Linked DNA regions of Mus musculus: region 2 is linked to region 1. The links are chromatin contacts, called in public ChIA-PET maps. All regions are on one chromosome and are shown on one strand. Each heading gives the region's core, a stretch centred on a gene start, on an enhancer-like site or on the middle of the called end of the contact. The rest is flanking DNA. Distances are from core to core; before and after follow the strand shown.

Region 1 (5,137 bases), core at 517-3,016:
TAGGATGTATGAGCTTTAAACACATTTGGAGGGAAGGCAGAGCAGGGCACTGGCTGGATTACATGGCTGGAGTGTCGTTAATTTTGTCAGTGATGGCCAACCTGTCTTCTAATGAAGCTGTGGCATGCTGATGGTTCTTTTCTCTGTGTCCTGGTCAGCTCTGTGTGCTGTGTTCTGGAGGTTGGTCACTCTGATAGGCTAGTGGTGGGCCCTTGCTGTTGTCCTAGTTAAATATCCAGGAGGACATATGATGTGGATCTCAATTAGTCCTTCATAAGTTATTGTGTGCTTCTAATGGCAAATGAGAAGGTGCGTCTATTCTTGGGAGTAAATCTTATAGAGTATGAAGTTAGAGAAGGATGTCTCGATGACCCCCTTCTTCTAAGGAATGCTACTCTGTGGTAGAAGAGATTGACACCTCACTAAAACAAGTACGCTTGAGAGTCAGAAAGACACCCCTACCAATTCTTAGTGCTTAATACCAGCTCTTTTCTGAGGTAGTTCTCTATTACCCACAATGCCCAAGTCTTCCCGATACATCTCACTCTTGGAAACAGTGTTGCTGAAGTTTCCATCTCTTGCTACTCTGAGTACCTCAGCATGTACAAGATGCCAGTGAGCTTACAGCAACCCTGGAACAAAAAGGATATAATGAAGTCTGAAAAAAAAATCAGGAATAATTAAGGCCATACCACAAACTTTTAGTGGGTTGCTGATGCTGTCATGATTTATTTAAACTTCTCAGTGGCCTCCCTTCCTGCCCTTGCAGACGATGGTTACTAACTATTCTCTGGGTGTAACATTCTTTCTTCTGGGCTTGTGGAAGACTACAAGGGTTGAGAATGGGTGCCTCCACGTCTTGACATCATCCCCAAGAGAGTGATGGCTAGAAAACCCTGTTTCTCCACTCTGAGTTGGGCCCTTTGGATGCATTCTATGACCTTGCCTGTAGGTCTAAGTTCCCATGTCCACTGTGACTTGAGCTTGCTAACCACCCTGCATTGACTTCCTCTCTTCCCTGAATCCCTCCCCCTCTTCTCTGCTGCTCCCCAGAATCACCACCTACACAACTGATTCTCAACTGCAGCTCTGGCTCTAGAGTAACCCAATCGGCTTCTTTTCTTTTCCATCCTTCAGTTGACCATGTACAAGTAAATAAAAAATAATGACAAGTATGACAAAAAAAGAATGCAAATATGACTCCTCATCATCCAGGTTACAGATGAGAATACTTGAAAACAGAAGAAAAATAATGAGCAAATTGTGCTTACGATAGATCAAGCTGATTCAAGTGCTTCACATCTCTCTCTCTCTCTCTCTCTCTCTCTCTCTCTCTCTCTCTCTTTCTCTCTCTCTCTCTCTCTCTCTCTCTCTCACACACACACACACACACACACACACACACACACACACGTGCGGGCACATACACACACACACCCCTTTCCAGGGTGGATGCCATTATTGCCAGCTAAAGCCCCAAGAATGTCCTCAGGTTCAGAGGGTTCAAACACTGGTATAACTTGGAGGCAGGATTCAAACACAATCCAGTTCCCACATTGGCACCTCTTACCACCATACTACAGTGAAAAAATGTTTTAGAAGTATGACAGCAATGATGCCATATAATCATGCAAGTATTAACATGCAATTGTCTACACACACACACACACACGTGAAATTTGATGTTTGCTATAACCTCAAAGGTAAGGAAGCCAAAGAGAGTATCTTATCTTTAAACAACTCTACTTCCTGCTCAGACCTGCACTTCTGTGAGCACATGGGCACGCATCGCCCCGCCCTATGGAGCGGAAGCATGATGTCAGCGCCTGGGGTGGGGGTGGGGTGGGGAAAGGCAACTTCTTTCTTCTCAGGGTGATCCACAGGAAGGAGATGGGAAGTCAGATCAAAGCTGGCTTAACACCTCTGTCCTGGGAAATCCTATCAGGTGACTAGAAAGAAAACCTAAGAGGCCAAATTTCTGCTCATTGTCAAAAGACAGGAGGCAGGTTGGGGGAAGTCCCTGACCACAGGCCAACAGAGCAGAAGGTTAACGGGCTTCCTGAAAGAACCTGCTAGAAAAACCTTCAAACTCCACCTGGGGTGAAAAGAAATCTTTCCAACTCTTTCAAGTTTCTTCACTTTCCTGATGGAAGTACAGACAGCCTTGTGACATGTCATTTAGACTGCTTCCGTGTGACATGTCGTTTAGACTGCTTCTCTGGGGATTCACTTTATTGTTTTAGGAGAAGCTCCTATGACAAAATGCAGGGCTTCTGTTGTTGTTTAATAAGCTTCCTAAAAAATCATAATGAGTTATGATCTATGATTCTAATTAGCAAATTAGGTGTCTAATTTTCCAATAAGGAAAATCATATATCATCTAGTGTGGGATGACATTGATATATGTTTCGAGTTGCATGGAGTGATAAATCCGCACTACAGTCTCAAGAAGAAAATATCAGATGATCTGAAGAAGATTAAAGACGTCTGGTGTTGTGCCTGCCACCTTTCAAAATGAAAAGAGTGGGGACAACTTCTAATTTCTGTCTTTTGAGAAATTATCATTTAAAAAAGCAACATATAGGTACAATATCTCAAAAGGGGGGTGATGAATATAAAATGGGCAGCGGGATGTGCAGGCTCCTCAAAGTAAGAGTCTAAAGAAGGAAATTTTCAGAGAAAAATACACACACAAACATCAAATCCACAGTGACTAGGAAGGATTGGGTTTTTGATTAATGTAAATTTGAGTAGGTAATGATAGCATGTATTCATGTGTACACACACATTTCTATCTATGTTTCTATGTATCCATGTATGTATCCATGTATGATGTATGTATGTATGTACCTATTTATGTACCAATCTATGTATGTATGTATGTATGTATTGATCTATGTATGTATGTATGTATGTATGTATGTATGCTTATACCTATGTATCTATCATCTAAGTATCTATCTATGTATCTATATATTTATCTATGTACCTATGTATCTATCTATCTATACACATCTATCTATCTATACACATGAGTCAGGGCCTCATGCATTCTGAGTCAGCCTTAAACTCACAATGTAGCACAGATTGTCTTGAGCTACTGATCTGAGCCAGAACTCCTAGCCATGTACCATCCTGCCAGGTTTATTATGATGGGCTGAGATTTAACTCAGCGCTTTGAGCATGGTAGGCAGGTTGGTAACTCTATCAACTGAGATAAATCACTAGCCCCAATATTTATTTTGATGTTTTTAAAATGAATTGAAATATCTACTCACAAATGCACATATACATATGTCTTATTTGGGTAAAAACTAACAGGAAGTAGATGCTATTTGAATAGCTACTAATGATATTAGTTAAGATACTATAAGTTATGTAGTAACTTCAGGTATTATATTTAGGTGATAGGTTACATATATAACACACACAAGTTAACTTAGACACAAGTATATGTGATATGAATGTCCCCAACTGCATGATGGCTTAGATGTAGCTGAAGTATGTTTTTTCCTCATGTAAAGTCCCAAATGATGAATGAGAGCAGCAGGTGCCTCCACCCCCAGCAGTACCACTATCACTGTGTGACTTTGCCATCCTCAGTGCTGTGACTGTAAGGTGCATCAAGCTTGCCAACAGAAGAAGAGTCCAAGCAACAGAATCCAGGCCAGGACTCTGCATGGAGAGGAAAGTGAGCCTGTGAAGTGTGGGCAAGCTCTGAGCCAGAAAGAAAGAGGAGGCAGGATGGATCAGCAAGGCTGTCCTGTGCCCAGAGTCTTCCCAGAGGAATTGAGCATGAGCCAACTCAATGGGAGAGAGCCAGAATGTTCCAGAAACAGAATGCTAGATAGGGAAGCTGGTCAAAAGGGTGGGCTCTAATAGAAACAGGGAGATGAATAAGGAAGAGAAAAGATGGTAAAATCATTGTAAGGATATCTTTAAAAAGTCACAAGGAATCATACTGTTAACTATCCATCTAAGAAGAACTGATAATACATATAAGTCTATGCGTAAATATGCACACACAGGTTACATGAAAAATTTCTCATCTGGACCAACAATGTACCCTCCCAGAGTCAAAGACCACCTAACAAAACAGAGTCACTTGAGATGAGAGGTCGTCTTTTGAGTTGTTGGTCAGGGTTGTCTTCTGAAATGTTACAGGCTGTTGCTACTACCCTTGGCTGTTCTTGGCAGTGGAAGGTAAATCTCTGTTGCTGAAGATACAGTGTCCTTCAGATATAGATCCTAAAGATACAGTGTCCTTCAGATACAGTGTCCTTCAGATACAGTGTCCTTCAGATACAGTGCCCTTCAGATACAGTGTCCTTCAGATACAGTGTCCTTCAGATATAGATCCTAGAGGCCCCTGAGCTAGAACTGAACTGAATATTCTTGGCACCACACACGTGTCCAGAAGACTGGAGCAATCAACAGTCCATCCCAGATATGATGCCTGTGAACCACAACACGACCAGCATGGCAAAACCCTAAGTGAGTAGTAATGCTACACATACCTTGGTGGTAACCAATACCTCTAATTAGATTTAAGACCTGTTCAACAAGAGAGACATCGTGCCTAGTACTAGAAAGGTAGTCAACTTCCCAGGGCTAGTGAAGCCATGTATCTTGGATTACAACCACTTTTCTTTAGTAAAACAGCACAGCCCCTAACTATATCTTAAATATTTGTCCTTATACTGACAGGTAAATGTATCCTTTATCCATTTTCAAGGAAAGTTCTCAGTGCAACAGATGGAGACCATGTTAGAGAACTACAACCAATCAAAATGCAGGGCTGTGGAATCCAGTCCCAATGGGTTCCATATTGAGGAAAGGCTAGGAGGTAGTGTAGTGGCTATTCCTGGTTGTCAACTTGACTATATTTGGAATAACTACAATCCAGAATTGGAAGGCTCACCAGTGACCCTTATCTGGAGGCTTGGAGATCCTTATCTGGATCTTGGTATGGAGATCTTGAGCCATAGTGGCTATGGATTCCAGAAGATTAAATCTCCGAGTTTAAGGAACACACCTTTAATCTGGGCTACACCTTCTGCTGGAGACAATATAAGGACATTGGAAGAAGGGAGTCTGGCTCTTGCTCCTTCGCCTGCTTGCTGTGTGAGACTGAGTA
Region 2 (4,528 bases), core at 1,146-3,645, 380 kb after region 1:
ACGTTGCTGACAGTGTTATTTCTCTTGCATACGAAGGTCGTGGAAAAGACAGGTGTGAAAGCAAATGCCCTAGACTCTGCTTTCTCCCTGGGCCACATCTCCACGATTCCAGCAGCATCTGCATGACAAGTGGAAACCCCATCATTCACATTTTTTTATACATGATAGGAAACCGCTCAACATTTGGTTCTACTTAGACTCGAGTTGCAGGCATTTGGCCTCAATTGAATGTTGAGGTCTTTCTTTTTATCTGAGTAGCTTGGCAGACTCTGCTCGGGGCCTGTGTGTATGCTCGTCCTTCAAACGGTACAAAAGTGAAAGAGTGGAAGACCATCCATTGATCTCCCTTTCAGAAGTCTGTTATACTCTCCTGGGAATTAAAACCGCTCTCACATTTTTTAATCTAACCGCTGGTTACTACTACTAATCATTAATTATACTGTTCCTCTGTGGTTTGTCTTTTTAAATGCTAGGAAGCTTTAGTTCTTTATTCTGGGTGTAAATATGCCTGCCCTGCCCATCCTCCTCCCTCCCCTTCCCCCTCTCCCCCTCCCCTTCCCCCTCTCCCTCTCCCTCCCTCTCTTCAGAATCTCACTATATAGCCCGGAGCTGAACTTATAAACCCCCTGCCTCTGCTTCTTCCTGAGAGCTGGAATAACAGGCATGAGTCACAATGCCCAATGCTAATGGCATGCTCTTATTTTAAAAATCAATGTATTTCTGGAGAAAAGCACAACTGTTTGAGAGATTGCATGACCTCTCACTTCTCAAGTCAGCCACATTTCTCTGAACATCCTTACAGTCTACTCTGTGTAAGCCCATGCCCGGTGACTCTAGACTATGCCCTAGTTCCTGGTGTATTAGTCAGCACCATTCTGGACATGTTCTCAAGCCAATTGAGCCAGTGCTGTCCCTGTGATCTCATTAGGTCTTTCTCCTGATGGGAGTGGAGTGACCATGTCGGGCCATGCAGGAACATGTACGAGGACAGAGCACTGCTGGCACCTGTGACCATATTGCATAATGACATAATCCTTTTGCTTCTTTGCTGATGTTTATGTTCAATATATTGCAATTAACTTTGGGGGACCTTTCTCGTAACTTCTTAATGTTTTTGAACTTCTCTGTAGATGTCATTTTCCCCCCTTCATCTTAAAGCTTATTTATACTCAAAAGACCTTATGGTTGAGAAAGTGAATTCTGATAGCACCGGGTCTGTTTGTTCTTTAGTATTTTGATACCTTGAGTTATAGAAGTAAGAGGTTGAGATGTGCAGAAGTGGCTCAGATGTTTAAAGCTCTGGCTGCTCTTCCAGAGGATCCAGAATCCTCAGATTCCAGAGTCACAGAGCTCAAAGACCAGCACACCTGATTACTCGCTGCTAGTATAGCCCTCAGAAGCAAACATTAGGATGTAAAGAGGGTACTCTGTTACAGGACCAGACTAGGAAGACCAAAGCTCATCTCCAAAATGTAGACAGCGCCCACACAAGCCTGTATTTTAGAGTCTTACATTTAAGAAGTCTTGTTCTTTTGGAAAACACTTAGCTCTCATCGGCCATGGTCATAACGTCTGTGGCTGTAGGGGGCATCAGACAGGGCAATCACGAACATTCATTAACGTTAACTCATTAACGCTCAATTATTAAGCCAGTAGATTCAGATACATGGTGCTGTCCCAGAGGGACAACTGTGACTCATGGTACCAGCAGAAAATTGATGCCTTAAAAATGGGCCAATCCTATGGCCTCTGCCCTTTGGCTAGTGATGTCTTCATCCACAGTTGAGACAAATATGTTCTTCATTATCAAGTCAGCTTCTCAGATGGTTGCAGAGGTCAAGTGGCAGCTCCAACCCCATCTGATGTACAGTGAGGAGAACTGAGTCTGACCCCAGAGCTAACTTGGAATATTTCACCTGCACCTCAGAATAGCTACATGGGATTTAAATCAGAAATGAAGGCTACCCTATCCACCTCAGAGAGTTTTGTAAATGCTAAACAGTGTGTATGAAAGACGTTAGTAAACTACGAATAAACCCTGGTGGTAGATTGCTTGCCAGGCACACACCAAGTCATGGGAAAGACACTGGCACATAGTAGGCCCTCAAAGGGTGTGTCTTTCACAATTCAAACCCTCCCCAAGAAAACCAAAAAGGCTAAGTAAACTCACCCAGGCCTGTATTACTTTCAGTCCTCAGAGAATAGAACAAATAGTCACTTAAGAAACAAGCTCTCTGCCTGGGGAGACGGCTCAGTGGGCCAGCGGACTTGCTGCTCCAGGCGGCCATGGTAAACACTTCCTTCCTGAAGTTACTTCTGTTAGATGTCTTGTCACAACAACGAGAAAAGCAACCGAAACCTTCCTTCAGAAGCCTCTCTGACCGTGGCTTATGTTTGGTTCCTGATTTTTAGCTCTTCCCCTGGTTATGAATCACAAGGGTTGGGACTGGACATCCTCTATCCAAGAGAAAGCCCTCAAAGATCGATGATCCAGAATGAGAAGGAACATGACTCCATAGTGCTGCTGATGAGGTATTGGTGTTCACACTTCCTCTTCTGGAAACCAGATGTTTACATCTTCTGGTGGGTTGTTAAAACTACCTCATCCCAAATAAAAATAAAATAAAGCGGCTACAGAAAATGTTATATACTGAGAACAACGAAATTAGCTAATGGGGGTATCAGACAATCTTTTTTCCTGATGGTGTGGGAAGTAACAACAAGGGACTTGGCCAAGAGTTTCTCACTCCCTACCTACGGAAGACATCTGCATGTTTCTCCATCGTTATCTGCGTGCTTCTGAAAAGGGTTTGTACTGGTGTTCATCTCTAATGTCCTCTCCTAGACTCACCCCTCTACATTTGAAGGAGCATATTAAAGAGATAAAATACTTTATTTTTAAGACCTATGTTTTTTTTTTAAATATGAGCATTTACTCAGTTCTCGTATTCTAAGTGACAGAGAGTGTCAGAAACAGAATTAAACTGGCTTTCAGGACGATGGGTTACCAACTGACTGTGTTTGTGAAGTCATCAAGAGATTTACCCATGTTTGGTAACCATGAAAGTTGTTACCGTGTTTGGTAACCATGAAAGTTTTATCTGTGTTTGATAACCACAAAAGGTCATGGCTAGTGACCATGAAAGTCTTTATCCACGGGTAGTTTTCACACTAGATGAACTGAGTGTTTCCTGTTTGTTTAGAAAGGAAGGGAGCAAGGGTCCCCTCTGTCTACATTGGGACATCACGCCTTGGCTGGGACAGACAGAGTTTACTTCCTGAAGACTCATGCATGCTTAACCTGTTAGAACCTGAACCTTCAACTGATGGACTTGTCTAGAACTGGTCTGAAAAACAAACCAAACAACAACAACAAGAACCAAGGAAAATTCAATTGAGTACCCTCCTAGTCCTTCCTAACCCACCAAAGTCTACTGTGTTCACTGTCTACGTGCAGAAATGGCTGTCTGTGATTTCTGTGTTCACGCAATCAAAGTCCTCATCACAGAGTTTGATGAGCTGCTTTCATGCAAACCCTTCTCACAGAATGTTAGAATTATTTGTTTATTATACTGAAGGCTTTATGTGTGTGAGCATACGCTTGCAGCAGGGTTACGCTACCATCTTATTAACTATTTAGGGTTTTTTTTCCAACATCAGTGTTTTTTGTACTTAAGAAAGGTCTTATTTTAAAACTATGGTTTTCATTAAAGTTACCATTTATCTTATTCTGTATTTATTTTATTTTGCAACAAATTGTGAAATGAAATACATGAATAGAATTCCTCTATTCTTACCATAGGAAGATAAATTCACATTGGAAAGATAAATGTCACATTTTAATGAGAGCCAGCTTACGGTTTGGCTCGGGGGAGGTGATCCTAAAGAGGGAATAAACAGGTGTACATTTTGACATTTCTCATTCTTAGCCATAGCATAAGCTTCCCCATTATTTCTTAATATTGGAGATACTTCCCAGGAGATCCCATCATGAAGATGAACTAAGTACCTTTGGGAGTTCGTGGGCCCTCATAAAGAATATCCAGAGGAAAACTTACTAACACAAGAAAAACTTACAGTTGAAATGAAAACGGAATGGACGAGAATTGGAATGTGGCCAGCTCCGTAAAGCGAATATGAAAGGGGCCACCCAAGCATGGCGTGTGACATAGGAAAGCCGGTTTGATGGATGTGCAAGTGGCGAGAGACTGAACCCAAGGCTAAAGTCACGTGCCTTCCCGGGTCCCTGAGAATTTCATTTGTTTATGGTGGGTCATGTCAAGTTGAGCTCCACTGCTCGGTGAACTTCTCTTTTTTTATGCATAAACTGATGTGGTTCATACAAGGGACATTTCCATCTTTCCAACTCCTAAGTCTTCATTCCTGGCTTTGAGGAATTTGTTCGACAGAGAGCCATGGTAGAAGGAAGAGCCTACCCAGCACTCAAAGCTGAAAGCGTCAGGTTGCCTGCTACTCAGCACGGGACCTTCTTACCTTAGGTCTAGGAGTCTGAGCAATACAGGCAAGC

Evidence for each region. ChIA-PET counts read pairs in DNA pulled down with a chosen protein or histone mark.
Region 2: an RNA polymerase II ChIA-PET map of memory CD8 T cells shows a contact between it and region 1, with 19 read pairs. The contact joins two enhancer-like sites.

What each region holds. Positions count from the first base shown.
Region 1 is chr10:118,417,340-118,422,476 of GRCm38.p6, forward strand. No RefSeq gene overlaps it. Among named protein-coding and RNA genes, the nearest start is that of Ifng, 21 kb to the right of the region's middle. Within about 2 kb of position 1,767, at least 79 of the 459 cell types and tissues checked have an H3K27ac peak or open chromatin away from gene starts, as enhancers often do. A contact at or near this core is called in memory CD8 T cells, where this site is marked.
Region 2 is chr10:118,794,351-118,798,878 of GRCm38.p6, forward strand. No RefSeq gene overlaps it. Among named protein-coding and RNA genes, the nearest start is that of Gm33481, 4.3 kb to the left of the region's middle. Within about 2 kb of position 2,396, at least 82 of the 459 cell types and tissues checked have an H3K27ac peak or open chromatin away from gene starts, as enhancers often do. A contact at or near this core is called in memory CD8 T cells, where this site is marked.